2 separate regions of the Salvelinus alpinus genome follow, and region 1 is linked to region 2. A link is a contact called in public Hi-C data. All regions are on one chromosome and are shown on one strand. Each heading gives the region's core, a stretch centred on a gene start, on an enhancer-like site or on the middle of the called end of the contact. The rest is flanking DNA. Distances are from core to core; before and after follow the strand shown. Region 1 holds the start of LOC139559530 (baculoviral IAP repeat-containing protein 7-like). Region 2 holds the start of LOC139559532 (sodium/potassium-transporting ATPase subunit beta-1-interacting protein 4-like).

What was found. Hi-C and Micro-C count contacts between places; a contact is called where the count stands out from the background.
Region 1: a contact with region 2 is called in a Hi-C map of liver, with 7 times the contacts expected there. The contact joins the promoter of LOC139559530 here to the promoter of LOC139559532 in region 2. A contact is called at or near these places in 3 of 3 Hi-C or Micro-C datasets (liver, muscle and red muscle).

What each region holds. Positions count from the first base shown.
Region 1 is chr30:42,812,190-42,814,889 of SLU_Salpinus.1, forward strand. It overlaps LOC139559530 (baculoviral IAP repeat-containing protein 7-like), which reads right to left and starts at 1,431. Exons shown (of 8, transcript XM_071375611.1): 1 at 562-1,431. The coding sequence starts at 1,216.
Region 2 is chr30:42,673,169-42,675,868 of SLU_Salpinus.1, forward strand. It overlaps LOC139559532 (sodium/potassium-transporting ATPase subunit beta-1-interacting protein 4-like), which reads left to right and starts at 1,304. Exons shown (of 7, transcript XM_071375612.1): 1 at 1,304-1,641. The coding sequence starts at 1,588.

The DNA of each region.
Region 1 (2,700 bases), core at 181-2,680, 140 kb after region 2:
ACACATACAGAAAACAGTGTGTGTACACAAACACAATGAGACAAAAGTTCACAATGAATACACACCCAAAACATCCCTGCTGTGAGAATGTGGATTGTATTATTGCATTTCCAACACTGAATTCCAAACAAAGGAAAGTAGTTTCTCTGATTCTCTCTCATAGAGTCGCATTAATTTCTAAGCTTTAAATACCACAACAGTCTAAGCACCACAGCGATGGTGTTTTCTCCTTTACGCAGTCCCGAGTCGTGTCCAGCTTTTTCTGTCCACAAATACATGACTCAGCGTCACTATTGTCACATGAACTCGCACACAATGACTGGAAAGTCGTAGTGACCACTGCTCCACTACCCTGCTATTTCTGAATATCAAATAGCAAATGCGTAATTGCCAAGGTGTGCTTAACTTCATCCAAAAGCAAAGCTTCAACAAACATTAATGGGACTTTATAGGGAACCAAAAGCAAGAAGTAAGTTATTAAACGTACCCAACAGAATTCAGAAAAGTTCAGAAATTCAGAAACAATTCACAACACACACTGTCACCATCAACAAAGACTACCTGTGTAGAAGAATCCTGCCCTCGACAGAACATTGGGCTGGACCGCAGCACCCGTGGGCCAGTTGTGGAAGGTGGTGAGCCGGGATTCCTCTAACTCCATCTCAGGGTAGACAGCCTGCCCGGCCGTTCCCTGGTCGTCCACGGTCATCCTCTGGAGCTGGCTCAACAGCTGGCCGTCCACGGAGTCAGAAGGGGACCTGGGAACGACAAACAGCGGGATATTCCCAACGGCTCTACCCAGCACGAAACTACAGGTGGGGAAGTGCCTCTTGTGTTCGACGATCGGACTGTCCCCATGGACCCAGTACCGCAGGATCCCACCGCAACAGAAGCACTGAACCTTATCCTCGGGCTCCAGAAAATAGAATCCCGCTCTGGCCAGGTTGCCCGCAGTGACTGGTGTGTCCCTCCGCCAGTTTTCAAAAGTTCGAAGCCGCTCCTCCTCGCCTCGCATCTGAGGCTTCTCCAGAATATACAGCATCTTGCTCCTGTAACCCGTCATCCTGGGACTTGTGGTGCCTTCTTTCTCCTTCGGTCCTGTGCCAGTCATCCCCTTTCCGTTCCATAGTGGACTGTGCGGGTGGAAGCGCGGAGCGCGCAGTGCTGGACATATATTCCCTGCAGCTGTATGAAGGGATTGCGCAGTAAGGCACATCGGGCAGCCTTCCAGAACTCACTCAACAGATGCCAGAAAGCAGTCAGTCCCATGCGGTCAAACCTCGCAGCTGCAACCTGTACTCAGGGGTAGACATGATGTAGTAAATGTAAATCTGGAACACTCCAATTGGTATGATATGTTACGTTTCGTATGGTATGTATTAATTTATAGATGTCCATCACACATTTCGTATAATATGTTACGAATTACAATTCCTATGAAATGTTACACATTGCAATTTGTACAATATGGTTACGAATTGCAATTCGTACCGTATGTTACGAATTTGCTAAATGTATTATATGTTACGAATTCCAATTTGTTGTGGCTAACGTTAGCTAGGTGACTAGGTGGCTAACGCTAATGTAAGCTAGGTGGCTAACAGTAGCTAGGCTAGGGGTGCTTAGGGTTAGGGTTAAGGTCAGGGTTAAGCTGTTAAACTCTGAGCGGTTGTTTTGGGGAGCTTAAGTGGTACCTAAATCCATCAATTTCGGTCAGAAAATAGAAAGTGACATGTCATTCGAAAGCGACTTCACTTGTCTTTTTGAAAATGAAGCTCAAATGTTACTGCTGGGGATGTCACGAGAATGCCTCGCGGATTATTGAGATGCGTCTGTGACTGAAAAGCAATGCATATAAAATATGTGTGAAGATAATGTCTTGAGTATAATTTGAAATGTTGAGACATGAAGAAGGGGGGGGGGGTATGTGATGAAGTCTCTTTCCAGAATGCGAGTAGCTCTCCCTAATGTGCTCAGCTGTCTCACGCCAATTCTTGCAGATTCATTGTATTATTGTACTAATTGTTTGCCCATTGATTCTCTATTTTGATCAACTCCTCATTACATTTGTCACCAGTAGTACATTTACCGTTAATCCCCATCATTTGGTGACATACATTTCTGTTCATGCGTGGATTAATTAGGCCTACAGTCATTTATGTTCTCATTCTCTGAGTGGAAAGTTGGTTGCAGAGTTCACAACCTGCTACACTTGTGAGAAACACGTTTTGGTTTATTTCCTACCATCATTTTTTTTATTTAGTCAATTTTGTCATTGTATTTTGTTTGGAGCACTCCATGTGAGCAATGAACGTGTCTGGTTTCTCTGTCCTCTTAATGTTGACGGGTTTCACAAACTTGAAACTCACTTGCTGCCTAGGAATAGACTGTTGTGAACTGAGCGCACAAATGGACAGCTATGCGATCCATCATGGAGAAAAGCGCTCACCTCGATTCAGCACCAGCCACGCCCAGAACTATGTTGCTTGCTAGACTTATTTTTGGGGGGGAATGCCTGTTTTGCATGTTATTTTGGTATTGATACGTGTCACATATCAGCTTGCAAACATTGTTAAACAAATTGAGTTTATAAAGCCACATACAAGCTTTGTCTCTTTTTTGCTTTCTTGCATAAGGCAGCTCCAAAATGCAGGTGTTTCAGCCTAGTTCAGTGCTTTCTGTGGTGGTGGGACAGCCAGT
Region 2 (2,700 bases), core at 54-2,553:
CTCAAGAAAATGTGAAAGTCACCCAGTAAAATACTTATTGAGTAAAAGTCTAAAATTTGGTTTTAAATGTACTTAAGTATCAAAAGTACATGTAATTGCTCAAATATACTTAAGTATCAAAAGTAAAAGTACAAATACTTTCAAAATCCTTATATTAAGCAAACTAGATGGGGACATATATATATATATATATATATATATATATATATATTTATAGCGGAAAGCCTTGGGGAAACTCTACAACTCGTAATTTACAAACAAAGCATGTGTGTTTCGTGAGTCCACCAGATCAGAGGCAGTAGGGATGACCAGGGATGTTGTCTTGATAAGGGTGTGTATTGGACCCTTTTCCTGTCTTGCTAAGAATTACAAATGTAACGAGTACTTTTGGGTGTCAGGGAAAATGTATGGAGTAAAAAGTAAATTATTTTCTTTAGGAATGTAGTGGAGTAAAAGTAAAAGTAGTCAAAAATATAAATAGTAAAGTACAGATACCCCCCAAAACTACTTAAGTTGTACTTTAAAGTATTTTTCTTAAGTACTTTACACCACTGATGGAGTCTTACAGTCTTATGGAGCCTATTGTCATACAGTCTATTACCACTTAGTATTCTACTAGTGGACGTATATAGCTTCATTCATCACTGAATATTTTATGAAGCATTTGATTGCGTTTACCTTTCGGGTGGGGTGACTTGTCAGTTGTTTATCAACCCACATGAGTTTAACCCTATACACATTTGGTAAATAGTCAGCAGTTTCTTTAAAATACAGAATAAGATGAATAAGACAAGGCACAATAGGCTACTATTTTATGAGAGCTCATCAGAAGAAATACATGAAGAGGATGGAAGGCGTTCATAGCGCTGTTGGTGAGTGTGTAATTGCGTCAAATGACCAGAGTGTGGCGCCTAAGTTCCGTCATCAAGGTTTTGGTCTCATCTCTCAGTTCCTCTCATGAGAGAGGTGCAATTCAGTAGGCGACACTGCTTATAACTTTACTTTTAGGTTTGACCCATACCAGAATTTATAATGATTTTTCTAAACAAATCGTTAAAAGATTCAAGCAAAATATCCCGCTCTTCAAATGTTAAGTAGTAGGTTATATGTAAAAAATATACAACATATTTGGCATAATTGTGTACTCAATTCAACAGGTTATGAAAATAGTTCCAATGATTGAAAATTGTGTTTTAAACTCTGGAAAAGGGACCAGGTGAGAACACAGATTAGTGCCACAGGGCACCGTTAGTTTGTTGACGCCCTCAACTAGCCCCTTCCACCTCCCCCTTCTTATACTCTACACACACACACATGCACACGCACCGGCGTGAAATCCAACTACTCAACTCGAAAGCTAGCGGTAGAATCAACCCAAGCCACCCCTTTCATACACAAAGCAATCATTGGGGGACAGAAAAAGCATGGGATGCCGGAGCCTGCAGCTTACCTACGCAGTTTTCAAAGTGGACCGAGCTTGAAGCCATTCTTTGTATTTAAAGGTATTCGGATATCCAGTGACCCAGTGTGGACCGTTCTAAGGACATTTTCTTGCGGTTTCTCGAGTGCTATTTGGTTTTTGACACAATGGGGTGCTGCAGCGGACGATGCACGCTCATCTTTCTCTGCTCGATTCAGCTGGTGAGTGGTGGCCGGTCACTTCTGTAGCCTAATACGAGAAGTGTAATTTGCCCTGTTTCTTATGTTTGTTTAGAAATTGGAAATTGGTTTTGGGTGAAACACAACATTTCTTTTATATCATTTTTTTGGTCATTTTACTTGGAACACTGGCCAATTTTACTACCGGTGCTTTCGTGTGTGAATGTATCCGTCTAGTTATAGCGCTAACTTATAGAGGATACATATAACTATTTGGCGTCAGGTATTATGTGCCCAAACTAACCTACACCTGTAGTACACTGTTTTTTCGTTCACCCTGTCCGTTACACGAGGATAGGCTACTCTGCGATTTATGTGGGACATATGGCAAGACTCAAGAGCGGTGTGAGCATTCTGCACTGCACGCCCTGAACCACAAGCTACAGTATGTGGTCCTCCTAGTCCTAATGTCATGTTTATACAAAATGTATATATGTATATGTATATATACACAGTTATTGGGCCAGATCAACTCATCACAAATGCAAATACCCCTCTGGGCACACACTGGTTGAATCAACGTTGTTTCCACGTCATTTCAATGAAATGAAGTTGAACCAATGTGGAATAGACGTTGAATTTAAATCTGTGCCTAGTGGGCGGCCACCAGGTTAAATTACATGACACTTTTGCAAAGACATGTTCACACACCTCTGCTTATTTTACTGTAGCCTACAGGTGTGTACTGTGATCCAATGTTTGTGCGGTGACCATTGACACAGTGGGGTATTGCTGTTTTGAGCAACACCAGTGTGTCTTCTCAGCTAAAGTTGTTCATGTGTGGCAGGTCAGAGTACATCCATCAAGCCACTTTCACACGGTGAGTTAGTGTGTGTAATCCTACCTCAGGTGATGATAAATAAACATGATAGCTTTGTAGGCAAGCTTCCGTTTCTCCCAGAAGCACCATGGGAACCTGTGACCCACAATGCAAAAGGGCTTCAGCAAGTTGAAAGCTGCTGGAAAGAGATTTTTACCCGGTTGTGATCAGTGGAGTGTGAGACGTGACATTTTACACGTAGTAGCCGTGAACTTGTTGTT